Regions from separate parts of the Mus musculus genome. Here regions 1 and 3 are each linked to region 2. A link is a contact called in public HiChIP or PLAC-seq data. All regions are on one chromosome and are shown on one strand. Each heading gives the region's core, a stretch centred on a gene start, on an enhancer-like site or on the middle of the called end of the contact. The rest is flanking DNA. Distances are from core to core; before and after follow the strand shown. Region 1 overlaps Ntn1 (netrin 1). Region 2 overlaps Stx8 (syntaxin 8). Region 3 overlaps Ntn1 (netrin 1).

Region 1 (2,700 bases), core at 120-2,619, 280 kb before region 2:
ATAATAATAAAAAAAAGACTCTTCACTGAGGCATGGTTTATATAATAGCAAAAGTGTCCAACAATGGGGATGTAGTTAAGTCGACTCTAATGTAGCCATAAAATGAAATATGTGTGATTCAGCTATTCAGATGTTGTGAATTATTTCTTGACTTAAAAGGAGTAAGACAGGAAAGGCGGGATTTAAAATAGTGTTTTTTTATTTCTTATAAAGATGCATGTGTATTTATTTAGAAGAGATCTGTGTGACTCTACTAAGGCATTTACAGATGGAGTGAAAGTCACTTTAAGGGCCAGGGGTGTGGCTCACTGAGGGAGTGCTTGCTTAGCATGTCTGAGGCCCTGGGTTCAAACCATAACATGAGTATATACAGTGGGCTCTCTACGGTGGCTCAGGAGGTAAAGAAAGCCTTACCACTAAGCCTGACAACCTGCGCTTGATCCCCACCATCCACATGATGGAAGTAGAGAACTGACTCCCACAAATTGTTCTCTAACCTGTGCATTATGGCATGTGCACAGTGATACACACCAGATAAACACAATTTTAAAAACACAGACACATATTTTGTATAGTACCTGGTGTTTTAAGTAAAAATAAATAAATAAATAAATAAATAAATAAGAGACAAATGATGATTCCCTGGGGCCCTTCCTCCTCCCAGTTCTCTCATAATTACTGGCCTCATCTGTCTTGTAGTTTTAGAAATTAAATCATGGTGCCTACCTAAAGGACATCTGAAGGCAGACTTTGCATTTTCTAGAACTTGTCACCTTAAGAAGTGTGTGGGAAATGCTCCCTGTATTTTTCTTGGGTAGATGAACTGTGAGTGTGGAACCCTATAAGAGCCCTATATGCTCTACAGTTGGGCCCCAACTTAACATCCAGCTGCCAAGCTTGAGGTACCCGAAGGTAGAGGAAAGAGCCACTACCCATTCATAACGCCATTCAAAAAGCAGCTTGAAGGCTATTCACAAAGTCCTGTGAGTCTGAGGTGGGCTGATTGGAAACGGAGCTCATCTAGATGTGTTCTCTAAGCCTCCTAATGCATGGAGCACGCCCCTAGGGCTCTCAGGGTAGGCAGGCATCACAGTGACCCAACTGTTTTCTGTCTCAGAGCTTGTCTGGAGAGTCTGCTGCCCTGTCCACATGTCCAGTCCCAGGAGCCGGACAGATCCCAGCAAAGGAGAAGTATAGGATCGGTGTGTGGATGCTGGCACCCTCATGTGCCTTGCTGGTGCTAATTCGAAAGCCAGCTTCAGATGTGCTTCTGTGGCCTAAGGAGGAAAACAGCAAACAGGCAGGAGCTGAGCTCAGTGCCCTGACTCATTCTTCCACGTGGGGCTGGTGACACAAAGCTCTGACATTTCCTGTGGCCACAGCCCCCAGAAACAACTAGCAGGCCCTGGCTGAGGTCTGTCTGCCCTGCAGGGAGCTTACTGCTCTTGTCCTGCCTCAGTGTACTCTGGGAGCCTGCAAGGTTATCAGAGCCCAGTACATACATCTTCCAAGCTTGGGGGTGGGAGTGGGGTGGGGTGGGGGGAGGACTGCGTGGGACCCTTTCTTGGCGAACAGTGGGAGATTTTTCCTCTCATAAACAAAACAAACATGAGCCGGAGGGGTGGTGGCCCCAGGGGCAGGCTGGGTGGCCCTTTCCTTCAACCTCTGCATTTGTTTCTCCATGGGGCAGATTGTGGAAGCCTCTGAGAGGTTGGAAAGCCTCCCGAGAGCCTTCTTAGTCGTCATTGCATTTGGTTAACTGAGCATATCACCTCTTGTTGTTGGCCAGGGCTCTGTTACCGTGGATGAGACAGCAAGTTGTTTAAACCCATATCCAGGAGGCAGGTGCCTCTGCAGAACACCCAAGGGGGCAGGCACTCCTCCTCGGTAGGCAGGTGGGGTAGAAGGAACAGAGCCCTTACTACCATGAGGAGTGGAGTCGTGGCCCTCACCCTGCCAGCCAGGCTTCTGGGGCCTTTCCTAGCTGTTGATAAACTGTTGAGATAGCTGTGATGGTGAGGGACTCCTCCCTAGCGCCCACCCCCTCCCGTCCCAGTCTTTTCTCATCTTGGTGATTGCCCCCTGTCTCGTTTACAAAGCTTTTCCAAGCTTGCTGGAGAGCACTGGGCTGCCAGTGCATGCCTCAGCTAGGAAACCAGCGAAGGCTCTCATCCATCACGTGCTCATTACCACTCTGGAAGGCCTCAGGAGGTCAGCTTCCACTGGCCTCTCAGCGCTGTCTGCATTGTGCTGTTGGGGGCCTGACTGCCCTTTCCCAGAGATGACTGTAGCTCCTCTTCAGAAAATATGCTGGGAAAGGTATTCTAAAGGCAGCCAAGAAGTAGAAGGCAGTAGAAGTAGATCTTGCTATTCAGGTACATGGATCAGAGTTAAATATTTTAAGGAATAGTACATCCTATTTCTCTGATATGGATGTCTTGTCTGCTGTCAGGGAGGGTCTGTGGGGACATTGCTATGAAAGTGTGCACTGTGACCCTCTGTGGCTGGGGGGCTGGGTGGAAGAAGCCCTGCAGAGTGAAGGAGTGCTTTTAGGACCTCCCGGATCAGACATGATGTTATAGGAAAATATGCTTTGGCTGAGGAAATAGAGAGAAAGCCGAGGGGACAGAGCAGGAGGCTGAGGACATAAAGCAGATTGTCATCAGGGGATGAGCTAAGATGCTGGCGGGGGGGGTCCAG
Region 2 (2,704 bases), core at 10-2,509:
GTACCATGGCCAATGATCAATCAAGTACTGAAGCCTCCACGAAAACCCACCAGCAAGGTCCTGACAGCTTTGAGGGCAGGGAACACATGGATGTGCTCTGAGCACGGCACACGTGGAAAGGGCATGGAGACTCTGCACCTCCTCCCCGACACCTTGCCACATTCACTACACTACTTGGCTCTTCCAGAGTGGCAACTACTACAATAAAACCCTATAAGCACGGCACCTTCCTGAGCTCTGTGAATGTTCTCATAAAGTACCCAATTCAGAAGAAGAGTCACGGGAATTTGTAGCCAAGCAGATAGAAGTGCCTAGGGACATCTAGGACTTAATAGCTGTATCTACACTGGGATGGTCTGGGGACACTGAGTCTATAGACCTGTGGAGCATCAGGAACTGCTGGATGCCCAGGGAGAGTCAGACAGTAGTTAGAATGACAGACTGTCTTTCCTGTTCCCCCATTCGTTCCTACTCTGTTAACAAGCCTCTGTCTATAGACAAAGACTGTCCACCCTCAAGTACCTAAAACTACGAATACAAGGAACAGGATTACCTTTCCTCATCTCCCTAATTGTATTACTTTAGGGAAATTCAGCCATGAAGGTAGCAGGTGATAAGGTGGGGTGCCACTCATAGGAAGCCAAGCAAACAACTTCCACGGACTCCAAATGAAACATCTGTTCTAGCAAAGCTTCCAGAGACCCAGCCACTTTGGTAAAATACTTTATATAGCTCCTGTTAATTCATAAAAACATGCCTTTGAGTTGTAGACAGTAGAGTTCAGCGTGTTGCCTCCTTCCTTCCAGAGAGCACAACCACGCTGCAGAGATGATCCTTTTTCTCTAAGAATGGCAGACACAGAGACACAGAGGAGAGCTATCAATGAACAAGTCCTTCAGAAGACTCACTTGTTCAAAGACGAGACCTGGGCTGTATGGACAAACCACAACGGAGGGAAACTCCAACTTGAAACAAACATGCACGCGTGCGCGCGCACACACACACACACACACACACACACATACACACACACACACACACACACACACACACACATAGCTATAGAGAGAAGCTCTTTCTTCCCAACTAGAGAGCACTGGAGACCCGCCAGGCTTGGAGTCAATGGCTACTGGCAGCCACAGAATGTTCTACACAGAGAGTGACTGTGAGGCAGGAATCAGGCCTGTGTGCAGAGTTCTCTATGGAGCAGCTGGGCCCAACTACCCTGAGCCCTGCCCTGTGTGGGCTGCAGCCTCCAGGGTTTACCCCCAGCTGCAACCCTTGGCCAGCTCTCTCTGGAGAGGAAGGACTGCTGTGAATGGAAGGCCCTTGGGAGCTGGTGTTCAGGCAAGGAAATGAGTCAGAGGCTCTGAGCTAGCTACAGGGTAATAAGAGGTCAATGAAGAAGCCATGTCACCCTAGGTGAAAGTTCCCAGCATTTTCCCCCTAGGTTAACGTTCTAATGCCATCACTTCTAGGGCCCTGACTCTGCTTGCGTGTTCTTCTTACTTAGCCCATGAGAAGCATGCCCGGGTAGAACCTAAGTACTTGTAGATTCATGGCACATTGTCCCAGGCAAGAAAGAAGCCCTCTGGGTAACCCGATCTGCCACCATTTAAAAAGCTGGCTATATGTGTCAACATGGTCCTCCATTCATAAACCTAAAGTGCTGATAAAACATTAGCAGAGGGCTGGTGAGATGGCTCAGCAGGTAAGAGCACCCGACTGTTCTTCCGAAGGTCAGGAGTTCAAATCCCAGCAACCACATGGTGGCTCACAACCATCCATAACGAGATCTGACTCTCTCTTCTGGAGTGTCTGAGGACAGCTACAGTGTACTTACATATAATAAATAAATAAACAAACAAATATTTTAAAAAAACATTAGTAGAGATGTAAGGAAAATCATAGCAGCAGAGATTGAGCTCATTACAAACTGCATGCCTAAAACAACCTTCCTTTCTCAGGAGACCAGAGACTGCAGCCAGAGATCAAGTTGTCATCACAAGACTGGCTTCTAAGGCCCTCTATGGTGTGTCTCCCTCGTGTCTTCCCAGGGTCCCCCTCCATATGTGTCTTGTTCCAGTTTCTTCACCTTACAAAGGACACTAGTCACACTGGATTAGGGCCCAGCCGACTGACCTCATTCTAACTTAATTACCCCTTTAAAAAGCTCTTTCCAAATACAGTTACATTCTTAGGGGTAGGCTGTCAGAACACCGACATGTGAATGGGGCAAGGCATAATTCAGCCCACAACAGCATGAAAGAAAAACTCTGAGATGAACAACCCAAAACTTGCCAAGAAAAAGCAGGAAGGATACAAGGAAGAGAAGAAAAATAAGTTAGTACCATTCAAAGGTTTTCAAAAGATCTCACAAGCAAAAAAAAAAAAACCACACTTCCGTGGAAAAAAAGCAACCATAAACATTAAAGCTTTTTAATGGTGAAAATCATAGCACCCCCCCAACACAGTGATGGTAGACACAGACAGACAGACAGACAGACAGACAGACACACACACACACACACCAATTAGAAGAGGCATGGATGACGATAAATCCACATAAAATGCTGGCCCAGATAAAGTGGGGCTTCTGTTGAAAACAGTATGAAAAATGAGGACTCTGAAGTGAAGCTGAAAATGTCTAAACTTGATTTATCCAGAGATACTTATTTGAAAGAAAAAGAAAAAAAAATACAAA
Region 3 (2,700 bases), core at 52-2,551, 310 kb before region 2:
GAAGTCACGTTCAGGGCCCAATCTCTCCGGGATGCCTGAGACACTCCTCTAAGTCCCACGTGAAGTGGATGCTGAGTGGGCACTGGGGTTTGACCAAAGGAAGAGGGCACGAGAAGTGGCCTTCTGTAGCACCACAGTACCCACATGTTCTAGATCCCTGCAGGGGCAGGAGAAGCTGCAAGACTTGAGGAAGTCTAAGGAAACAGGCAGGCCTGAGAGCGTGGGGAGGAGTCTGGGCTAGCAAAGGGCTTTGACCTTCTTGTAGCCCAGGGCTGACAAGATGCATCTGAGGCCAGGACTTCATGGGGAGCACTTTCCCCTGGAAGCCATCATTTTCTTGGGGTCCCCACATGGTCCCTCACCCCAGCTTTCTAGCTTCATGCCAGCACCCGCCCTGGTGGCCGTGGGGCCTGGGTTATTTGCTGTTTTTTCAAGTGTACACCACACCCTTGAACTGTCTGCCAAGGAGGCGCATTGTTCGTGAGAATTCCTCCCAGGCTCCAGCTAACCCTTAGATGCACTATTCTGGGCTTAGGGTCCTGAATTACTTGTCTTTCTTTCTTTCCCCTTTTCCTTTCTTCCTTTTAAAGTCTTCCCAAACACCCCCCTCCCGTATTCTTGCCTTCGCCTAACCTAGTCTTCTTACCAAGTTTCATCTTATTGTCTAAAAAGCTTGGAGAGATGGGCGGGGCTGCAGGAACTGAGCTATAATCAAAGAGGCCCCTTGACCTGGTCTGCACAGCCACTCTTACTCCTGGCCCTGGAGAGGAGGCACGGAGACCCCTGAGCTATGAGGAAGGAGTATGGGCAGGTCCCCTGGTGGCTGTGTGTATATATGCGCAGCTGATGGGAGGTGACTGGGGGGCGCAATGGTGTGGAAGAGGGCATAGAACGTAGGCTGAAGAATGAAAACCAGTATTTCCCTCAGAACAGAGCAGATTAACCTGTAGAATAGAAGTCTTGCCAAACCCAACTTCCTTGTTCCCAGAAACCTTGGCACAGGGGCCCCCCTCTCTGGCAGAGGCCCATCCTCATCAGAGGAACCAGCAAGGCAGCTGCTGTGAGTTTCTTTCGCCTGTCTTTTCTGGCAACCCCAAATGCTTACTTTTTTCCTTCCCTTTTCCTTCCCCACCCTCCTGTAGCAGGGAGTTGGTTCTGGTTAATGTTGAAGATCATAACATGATTACCCTAAAGTCTCATGAAATTAAATCACTTTTCTTCAAAGAGAAAGGGCTTGGGGAGGGGACTGGCTGGCTGGTAGGCCAGTGAGGGGCGAGCGGATATTGAAAGCAGGCTGGCAGCTGCCTGGAGCTCTGCTTAGCGGAGGCCAACAGAACCAGGGCAGCCACACATGGGGGCCGTGTTTGCCAGCAGTGGCTCTGAGGCCTTGGGTTGCCCACCTGTGCCCTAGGCACCTGTCTCCTGAGTGCAGGGTCTTGGGGGGTGGGAGGTGAGAAGCAGAGTTGGAAGTGACAGCGGGAAGGAAAAGACTCAGGGAGATGAACCTGAAGGATGAGTCACGGGGGTGTGTGTGGAGGGGAGTGGGGGGGGGGGGAAGGAAAGCAACTCTAAATAAATACCCTAGAGAGTTCTTTATCAGCAGCTGCCCTGGGAATTCATAGGGCCACAGAATGTATCTAAGGACAGCTCTCCTACCAGAAAAGCCTGCGATTGAACCTTAGCCCTTATAGGCAAAGCACTGCTTGCAGAGGTAGGCTGGGGCAGGCATGTTCCCTTTATCATCAGATGTCCTGGATTTATGATATGTTACAGGTTAAGAGAACCCTGTAGGTCATCCAACATCAGATGTCTCACAAAGTATATTAGTCTCCTGTGTACTTAGCCCCTCAAAGAATACCCAGCTTCCATTCCATGCCTTCTGGGTATGAGTTCTCTCAAAGTCCTTCTGACTGTCCTTCTTGGAGAGACTCTGGGACTTATACCCATTAATCCAGGTTTTACCTCTTGGAGACAGGAAACAGTGGCCTGGCTTGGGCAATGACTGGTTTGGAAAGCGCTGGCTGTGGGTGTGGCTTTGTCTTTGACATGTGGGCATCCTGTGGAGGTTCTCACAATGAGTACACTGGGTCTGACATCTCTTTGAGTCTTTCCCGCCCCCTTTCTGGGCTAGTATTTCAAAGGGAACATAAAGAGTGATTTCAAGACAAGACCAAAAAGATATTTTATTCTATTACTGTTGACCCGCAGCACCCTGAGCTCTTGTGGGGCTAGTGCGCATCTCAGGAGGCTCGGACTGGATGGATCTGTGAGTCAAGATGAAGTAGCAAGTAAAAATTGCTGCTAGCACAAGCCAGTGCTCCCACTAGCACAAGCCAGTGCTCCCGACACAGGCAGTGGGGTGAAGGTCCACCCGAGAAAGCTGTGGGGTTGGTCACTTGAGTTAGAAAGCTAGTGGTCACTGCAAGGAGACTTGACATCGGCGGGGTGGCTTGCTATGAAAAGTTCAGCGAGTGCATATTTCTGAGGGTTTAGGGATGGGATGTGGCCAGCTCCGGTTGGAGCTCAGCGCCGTGACTCATTCTCACCAAGGGTCACCGAGCATCTTTCTGCGCTTGGCCTTGGGCTGAACTCCTCACCTGGCCAGCCTTCTCGAAACTGTGTGTCATTCTTTGCGAAGGCAGAGCCTTGGAGCCTGTGAGTGAGTGTGCGCATCAGTGGAAACTCAAACAACTCCCAAGT

The links. HiChIP or PLAC-seq counts read pairs in DNA pulled down with a chosen protein or histone mark.
Region 1: a CTCF HiChIP or PLAC-seq map of the NIH/3T3 cell line shows a contact between it and region 2, with 7 read pairs. The contact joins two enhancer-like sites. A contact is called at or near these places in 1 of 15 datasets of contacts at CTCF or cohesin (the NIH/3T3 cell line) and 4 of 115 datasets of contacts at active chromatin or transcription factors (the NIH/3T3 cell line, embryonic fibroblasts, fibro-adipogenic progenitors and 1 more).
Region 3: a contact with region 2 is called in an H3K27ac HiChIP or PLAC-seq map of heart atrium, with 6 read pairs. The contact joins two enhancer-like sites. A contact is called at or near these places in 3 of 115 datasets of contacts at active chromatin or transcription factors (embryonic stem cells, heart atrium and stem cell-derived neural progenitor cells) and 1 of 9 other capture datasets (embryonic stem cells).

Annotation. Positions count from the first base shown.
Region 1 is chr11:68,312,705-68,315,404 of GRCm38.p6, reverse strand. The region is part of intron 2 of Ntn1 (netrin 1); the gene reads left to right. Among named protein-coding and RNA genes, the nearest start is that of Ntn1, 73 kb to the left of the region's middle. Within about 2 kb of position 1,369, at least 96 of the 459 cell types and tissues checked have an H3K27ac peak or open chromatin away from gene starts, as enhancers often do. A contact at or near this core is called in the NIH/3T3 cell line and embryonic fibroblasts, where this site is marked.
Region 2 is chr11:68,029,481-68,032,184 of GRCm38.p6, reverse strand. All of the region lies in intron 6 of Stx8 (syntaxin 8), which reads right to left. Among named protein-coding and RNA genes, the nearest start is that of Stx8, 64 kb to the right of the region's middle. Within about 2 kb of position 1,259, at least 106 of the 459 cell types and tissues checked have an H3K27ac peak or open chromatin away from gene starts, as enhancers often do. A contact at or near this core is called in the NIH/3T3 cell line, embryonic fibroblasts and heart atrium, where this site is marked.
Region 3 is chr11:68,339,897-68,342,596 of GRCm38.p6, reverse strand. All of the region lies in intron 2 of Ntn1 (netrin 1), which reads left to right. Among named protein-coding and RNA genes, the nearest start is that of Ntn1, 46 kb to the left of the region's middle. Within about 2 kb of position 1,301, at least 45 of the 459 cell types and tissues checked have an H3K27ac peak or open chromatin away from gene starts, as enhancers often do. A contact at or near this core is called in heart atrium, where this site is marked.